Regions from separate parts of the Rattus norvegicus genome. Here region 2 is linked to region 1. A link is a contact called in public Hi-C data. All regions are on one chromosome and are shown on one strand. The core of a region is the stretch at or near the end of the contact, and the rest is flanking DNA. Distances in the headings are between cores, read along the strand shown.

Region 1 (3,898 bases), core at 718-3,217:
TTAGGGGAGTGATACCTGAGACTTCCGCCGCTGTTAGGGGCTGGTTCCTATTGGTTCTGCGGGGGTGTGGCTGAGGGGTGTGGCTGAAGGGCCTGTATTTCACCGTGCATGCACAGGGGCTCTATATGGGCAGTTGTCCCTATCAAGAGCTATAGAACTTGCCTGTGCTAAAAGTACATACACAAGGGCTAGAAAGATGGCTCAGCGGTTAAGAGCACTGACTGCTCTTCCAGAGGTCCTAAGTTTAATTCCCAGCAGCCACACGGTGGCTCGCAACCGTCCGTAATGGGATCCAATGCCCTCTTCTGGTGTGTCTGAAGACAGCCACAGTGTACTCACAAAAATGAAATAAATCTTAAAAAGAACAAGAAGTACATACATTATGATAGCTGTCAAGCCATACGAGGCTATTCAGTGCTGCAAATGTGACTAGTGTCACTGAGGAACTGAAATTTTTGTTTTCTTTGAGACAGGATCTCCTCTGTGTAGCCCTGGCTGTCCTGGAACTGACTCTGTAGACCAGGCTGGCCTCGAACTCAGAGATCTGCCTGGCTCTGCCTCCTGAATGAATGCTGGGCCACCACTAAAGTCATGAGCCACCACTGCCCAGCTTGGTTCTTGTTTTGTTTTTGTTTTTGTTTTTTTTTTTAAACTAAATGTCATTCTTTAGCCTAGGCTGGTTTTAAGACTAGAGCTAGTTAATAGGCATTTAAATATAAGTACTTGTATGTATGAAGCCAGTGGCTTCAGCACAAGGTGGAGTGCCCTGGTTCACCCAGGGGTCTCAGATCTTTTCCATAACATTGGGGCTGGTCATGCTCTGTGCTGGCTGGGAGACCAGGATCCTAGCCTCATCTTTGTGCCGGATGAAGAACTTCCCATGGTTCCTGGTGGTATCTGACTTGTATTTCCTCTAGAAAGAGTTGCCCAGTGTATGAGGCCCAAAGCTTGCTGACTGGTGGGTAAGACAGAGGTCCCTGGTCTCCAGCAGCAGCATCTGAAAGGGTGAGGGGATAGCTAGACAGAACTCTGCTGACTTGCCTCGTACAGCAGGGCACAGTAGGAGGGTAGCACATTCTTCTGGTTGGCACCAAGTCCTTTTCCACCTCAATGTGCCAAAAAACCCACCCCAGATGGAAGCCACTCCTTTTCAAACTGCATAGAGTCCTCCTTTGGCTCAGTGTAGACTTCATTCTGCTCACTCTGTCTCGCTAGTACCCCATCACTCCCTTCTGAATCTCTCAGTTCCCTTATTTATCTCTCAGCCCCACCCAGTAATTCAGAGTGGCTACTTGCCTCAATACTTCATAGATCCCTGCTTTGTGACCCAGCCAGGCTCAGCTACCTCCCTACAATGCGCCCCCTCCCCTCCCAAACCTGATTTCTTGCTGCCCTCAGGCCTCAGCAGAAAAAGCCAATCCCTAATCTGGTCCTTGAAGTCTCATTTGATCCCACAGCTCACTGGTTCCTGTCCTATTCTCATTTCCCTCCCTCTAAACACCAGTTTCTTTTATTTTACTTTATTTTTCTTGCATTTGGTCCTTCACACAGATCAGACCTCTGCCTACAACACGGTCCCTCGGTTAGGGTCAAGTCCGGCTTACTTTCTTCATCTCTCCTTAACAGTGGCCTTAACAGAAGTTCTGCGTTTGCACGCAGGCATCCACTCTGCAAACTGTTTCACCAATATAGTCCTGCGGCCTCTTAGAGGTCACTTATATTCGGGTGTGAGTGGGGGAAAAAAGGTGTATTCAGAGATAAAAACCAGAAATTGTGTTCCAAGAAGAAAACGACAGAAGACATCAGAATGAAAGAGATGGGTCAGGCAGAAACAACCCAGCAAGAGCCCTGCAAGCCTGCGTCTGCCCCTACTGTTTACGGGGGCGCGGTGGGGTGGGGCGGCCGGCCTCTAGGCCCCGCCCCGCCTAGGCTCCGCCCCAGGCACTGGGCTCATCCCACCCCCGCCCCGCCCCGCCCCCCGCGGCGCGCGCGCTGGCCGGGCAGCATGGCGGCGGCGGCGGGCGCCCCTCCGCCGGGTCCGCCTCAGCCACCTCCGCCGCCGCCGCCTGAGGAGTCGTCCGACAGCGAACCCGAGGCTGAGCCGGGCTCCCCGCAGAAGCTTATTCGTAAGGTGTCCACGTCGGGCCAGATCCGGCAGAAGGTGAGCCCGCGGCGTCGGCCGGGCGCGCGCCCCTCACGCCGCGGTCCCTGCCGAGGCCCGTGACCGTGTGCGAGCGGCCGCCCAGGCCCTGCCGGGCCCGAGGTCCTGCGGTCACTGCTACGGGGCCGAGCGCGCCGCGGCTTAACGGGCCGCGGGGACCGGGCCGCGGGGCTGGGGCTACGGGGACGTGTCTGTGGGGACTGGTCGCAGGTGGGCGCCGCCACTGAGGAGACTGAAGCCCGGCGTGCTGCTGGGGCCGCTGCGGGGACCGCTGCGGGGGCCGCAGGCGTGTGCTCCCCGAGGCCTGGGGGTCTGCACGTCTGAGTATCGGGTGCTGCTTCCCGCACTCACCTGTGTTAGACTCACCCTGGAGTGCCCACCTCGCTGTGGGGTCCTCACCCCTATGTCCTGAAAGGGAAGGGATGCGCGTGGAGTGGCCGCTTCTCCCTCCTTCCCTCCCTACCACCTTTCCTCCTTGGGAAAGCCGGGACTCCTCACCCGCTGGGCACAGAACTCTTCGGTGGAGAACTCCAGCCGCTCGGGATCCAGTGTAGAGACACACATGCCTTTTTGTGGTCTTTTCCTAAGAATAAAGTTGCACCCTTTGCTTTCCTTTTCTGGTTCTTTTTGAACACTGCGGATGGTCTCTTGCTGGCGTGATCCCTCCTTGTTGTTGGAAGGGCTTCCTCAGGCAGGTGGCTGGACAGGTGGTGGAGAGCAGGTTACCACCGTGGGGCAGCCCTGGCAGTTCCGGCTGGCACGGGCGGGCTTGCTCATCCTGCTGCAGTGCGCTTTTCCTCCGAGGCCAGTTAATTACCCTTTACTGGAAGAGCCATTTCTTGTTTTATCATCTGTCAGCCTCTGTTACTTGCCCGGGGTTGTGGGTTGGGGTGTCATTTAGGTGCTGACGTGTTACATTTGTTGTGCGGTATCCAAGTCACTCAGCACACGGGACCTAACACCTGAGTTATTCTAGCTATAACAGTAACAGTCCCAGGGATGGTAGAGCGATTGTATATAATGGTTCTTCAATTTCTCTTGAGCTAGCCTTGCATACTTCACTTGGGTTTTATTTAGAGTTGGTGATAACCCAGTGAGTCCTCAGGATCCCGTTTTTGGGCTCTTATGGGTTAGAAACCAAAGTGGTTCAGTTAAGTGACGGGCCCAGGTGAGGCTCTCACTGATGGGAGGTAGTTTCTTCATTTAAGGGTTCCAGTTCAAGTAGGGCGAGGACACCAGTACATGTTATGTTATAGTAAATGCTGTGTTTGAAAGTTTGGGCACACCGGAGAATGGTCAATGGTTCGTTCAGGTTGAGTGAAAGAGGCAGGACAGGTCAGTCAGGGCCAGATGTGAAGGCAGCCTGCAAGAGAGCACTTCCGAAAGTCATTCTAGGCATGGGAGCCATGAGCAGATGTTCCTCATGAACGTGTTTAAGGAGCCTTGATGCCCTCTCCTAGTGCTTGGTCCTTAAGATGGGTAGTGGTGTGAGGCAGATCAGATCCTGTGACTGAAGGAAGTGCCGAGTGAAGGCCAAGATCACAGTGGAGAGGGTGGGTCCTCAGAGATCCCATTGAGTCCAGAATTTTATTGGTCAGGATGGTCTCCCTGTCTTTCCTGTGGACGAAAACAATAGCTGCTATACCAGCTGTTCTCGTTGGTGGGGAGGGGGAGGTGAGTGACGGCTGTGGTGTTAAAAATACACCCGAGAATTGCGTTCGGAATACATTCACATCT
Region 2 (4,130 bases), core at 1,187-3,686, 70 kb after region 1:
TGCTTCTTCAGAGAGCAGGGGTCCTTGTTGGTGAACATTTAAAGGATACACGTAAATATTTTTCTCACCACTTGGAAGTCAAATGCAGCCTTGATGCTCAGAACTTAGGTTCAAATCTGAGGCAATGTCTTGTTGCCCATCCTAGCTTGTGTTCTGAGGACTTCCTGTGCATCCAGCTCCATTAGAGACAGAGTCTGTAAGGTCCCCAGTGAGAAGGCAGTATACTTGAATGGAGGGAGGCACTGGTTTCTTTGGGATAGGCATTAAGGGAGACTACGTTAATCTAGTGTTTTAATTTCTCTTTGTGCTAGCTTCTGAGGAGATCTAGTGTGCCCACTCCATACACTTGCCTTCACCTTCTCCTATATGCATGCTAGGGACTGAGTCAGACCTTGGGGGAGCTGAGGGCTCCAATTATTTGCTGAGATATTTGTCTCTTTATTCATAGCAAGCCATTAGGCAAAACATGACAGAACTCTTGTTTGAGAAGGTTTTATTGGAGGTTCCTTAAGGACTCAGAGCAGCAGTAGAGGCTGAGCCTAGCTGCCCTTATTGGGGGAGGGGAGGGCTGGGCTAGCACATGAATGAGGAAAAGCAAGAATGGGGTTTCTTGGGCCTAGTATTTGCCTGGGATAGGGAAGATTGTGCCCACAAGTCCTCCTAGGAGCTCACATTAAATGAGACTGTCATGGTACTCTGAAATGTGTGTAGTATCTTCCTGTTTCTGGTTGGAGGAGTTGCTGGGATCTGGATTTCACACCACTGTCATCTATGAGCCAAGGGGCTGGGCAGACAGACATCTAGGCAGCCTTGTAGACCCCCCCTGTATACATACCTGGGCTTAGTCTGGGTCCAGGTTCAGCCACATGGGACAGGGTGTTTCCCTCAGCTTAGGACAGACAGACCCATCATTTGTCGCTTAGACTATACTCATTTCCCTGGCTTCCCATTCTTCTACAGCTTACGATTATTTCAGAAGTTTGACACCTTCCGGATTCTGGTTTGTGGCGGGGATGGCAGTGTTGGCTGGGTCCTCTCTGAAATTGACAGCCTCAACCTTCACAAACAGGTACTACACATAGGTGTTGAGAGGACACCCACTGTAATGGACAAATGGGAAAATCACATAGGTCAAGTGAGCTGTAAACACAACTTGGCATCAGGCTCTGTGTGTGGGGGGGGAATGAGGATGGGAGCTGTAGTCCCCTAAGCTCCAGCTCTTTCCTGGGAGGTGATGTGCCTAATTGCTGGATGCCTCTGTCTAGAGAGGAAAGGAAGAAAGAATCTTCAACCTCCAAAGTTTGAGTTATGGTTCAACTTAATTGCCTAGTTTTTAACACTAAAATAAAATACATTATCCTGATTTCTTACTGTGTTCATTGAATTTTTACTCCCAGTCCCCCTTTTTGGCAATTAGCCATTGTGTATATTGTCATAACCATCGCTCAGATTGTGTCAATCCACACCATCCATCTGGTACTCACCCGCTAGTGGGTTACTAAACTGCAGAAATAGTGGTGTGTGTGTATTTCCACGTGTGTTCCTTGAACAGCTCAGTGTGGCAGGTCTCCACGGGATGTAGTGGATGGACCTGAACTAGCACTTCTCCCCAGTTAGTGCAGGAGCTGGAGGGCTGGGACAACCTTGTTGATATCCTGTTCATGTTCTAGAATCTTCTCTTTTGAGGAGCCCCTTATTTAAATTTTTAGTGCCAAATTGCATTTGTCAGGGATGCTCCAGTTCCCATTCCATGGACGGTGACTCGGAACCGCCCCTTGCCTTGAGGCTCATTCTTTCTGATTCACCCAAGTCTGTAAACAAAGTCTTAATCATATAAATATAATGATAATGTTAATCACAGCTTTATTGGAACGCTGCTTTAAACGAATCCCCTGTTCATGGTTTTTTGCCTTGTTTCCTGTTGAGGTAATCAAATTGGCAAAATAAAAAGCAGCTGTCTCTCTGTCACTGAAAGATCAGTTTTTCCTGCCAGGCAGTGGTGTCACATGCCCAGTACTTGGGAGACAGAGAGGCAGGTAGATTTCTGAATTCGAGGCCCGCCTGGTCTGCAGAGTTCTAGGATAGCCAGAGCTGCACAGGAATCCTGTCTTGAAACGACAATACTACAAAACAAAACCCAAAACAAACAAACCAGATTTCCTTAGTTTTCTGGCTTGTCATTTTTCTCTTCTTCATAATTTTTATCGTTCTTTAGTTTTCAGTGATTTTGTGTTCTTTGTGTAGTCTCACTCACCAATACTATTTTGTGTTTGTCTGGAGAAGAGATGGTGTGGGACTTCCTGATAGCCACACCATAGCTCTAGAAAAAGAAGCAGCACCCCCCAGTGGTGGGACTGTAGTATACAGTTTTGTTGACTGACTTTTGATCTTAATGTTTGGCTCTCTAGGAAGACTATGAACGTGGTTCTTGTACTCAGTCACGCTCTGTGAACACTTGTCTCCTGTGGCTTCTTTGTACTCCTTAGAGCTCTGTCCGCTCTCTCCTGCACCCTGTGTTCCCCAGCCCTGCATGTGGTGGTGTTTCTCCTCTTGGCTTCTAGTACATGCTAAGTGGTCAAACCTCAAGTGTCCCACCACCCTCATCCTTTACACTTTTCCTATGGGGAAAGCTTTGTGATGCATTGGAGTTTGATACCATGTCAGTTTGGGGGACATTCCGGGGTTTTTGGGTATTGTAGGTTTCCAACCTTGCCTGTCACTCGGCTCCTACTTTGCCTGAATGTCTTCATGCATCCAGGGCCTAAGGAGAAGCCCCACAACCATTCCTGATTCCTTGGTCTTCCTCTTCCTCATTTCAAGCTAGTTGCTAGCTTGCCCAAATGACCCCAATCCTGTTGTATCTTCCCTAGTCTGGGCCATTCATAGGCTGCTGAGAGTGACACTCCCTAGGACAGTTACAAGCCTTGGTCCCTCCCTGCTTACAGCAGACTTTACTAGAGCCCATATTTGCTCCTCCTTCTCTGTTCTGCCTTCTTCCCTTTACTTCTGCCCTCTGTTAAGTCTAGGAGGAGAGAGCAGGGCTGGGGTCAGTTTGGGGAACCACCACCTCATAGGCAAATGGGTGCAGTCTAGGTCTTGTATGTTCAGACAGCCTCAGCATGGTGTCTGATAGGACCTAGAAATCATCAGGGGACTTTTAGTGATGTGGAATGGTACTAGTGACAGCTTTTGGAAAGTGGATTTGGCATCAGTGAATGAGGTGCATAGTAGGGTAGAGAGATGTTTGGGGAGTTAGAGGTCGACTCTTCAGGTGTGAGTATCTCAGTGTCTTTGGGAAGGGAGTGGTTGTAGAAACCAGGGGTTTTCAAGGGTTGATTGCCAAGACATGTGAATAAGTGAGGAAGGGCTAGGGCTCCTGGTATCTGCTGTTGATCCCAAAGCCCATCTGTCCCCTCTGGTGGGCTCTGCTGAGAACGTACAGGCCACAAAGTTCAGATCAGAGTTCCTGCGCTTCTTGTGGCTATTGATTGTGTCAACAGGGTGGTACTGCATGGGAATGGTTCTTACTCTTGGTGTCTAAGGGAATGTTTTCCTCACTGTTTTCCACCAGTGTCAGCTAGGTGTGCTGCCCCTGGGGACAGGGAATGACCTGGCCCGCGTTCTCGGCTGGGGCTCTGCCTGTGATGACGATACACAGCTCCCTCAGATCTTGGCAAAGCTGGAGAGGGCCAGCACTAAGATGCTGGACAGGTGAGTGGGGCAGCCTGGATGTGTGAATGGCAGCTGGACCAAGAAGCATTGGTCACTGTGGCCAAGCTTTCTTCCTCGAAGATCAGTGAGGACTAAATCTGCCCCGGTCTCAAAGACCCAGAAAACTTAAAAAGTCAGAATAGTACTAAGATCAAGGCACCAGACCACAACGTTGGAGCGATGAGGGGCTGGCTTGGGAATGGGGCCCTTCAGATCCCTGAATGTCAGTGGGCAGCCTGCAGCTGAGCTGACTTTGGACCTGTGCAGGTGGAGTGTCATGGCATATGAGACCAAGCTCCCTCGGCAAGCCTCCTCCTCCACGGTCACTGAGGACTGCAGTGAGGACTCAGAGGTACTACCACCTGCTTGCTCCTGTTCTTTCTCCGTTGTAGTGCTCAGCATGGTACTTTGAATCGCAC

What was found. A called contact is a pair of places that touch in the nucleus more often than the background predicts.
Region 2: a contact with region 1 is called in a Hi-C map of kidney, with 6 times the contacts expected there. The contact joins the enhancer-like site here to the promoter of Dgkd in region 1. A contact is called at or near these places in 10 of 12 Hi-C or Micro-C datasets (the A7r5 cell line, the Rat2 cell line, Schwann cells and 5 more).

The regions. Positions count from the first base shown.
Region 1 is chr9:95,962,540-95,966,437 of GRCr8, forward strand. It overlaps Dgkd (diacylglycerol kinase, delta), which reads left to right and starts at 1,968. Exons shown (of 30, transcript NM_001427452.1): 1 at 1,968-2,161. The coding sequence starts at 2,006.
Region 2 is chr9:96,032,450-96,036,579 of GRCr8, forward strand. It overlaps Dgkd (diacylglycerol kinase, delta), which reads left to right. Exons shown (of 30, transcript NM_001427452.1): 10 at 961-1,069; 11 at 3,572-3,711; 12 at 3,979-4,063. Among named protein-coding and RNA genes, the nearest start is that of Dgkd, 70 kb to the left of the region's middle. Within about 2 kb of position 2,437, at least 1 of the 93 cell types and tissues checked has an H3K27ac peak or open chromatin away from gene starts, as enhancers often do. A contact at or near this core is called in kidney, where this site is marked.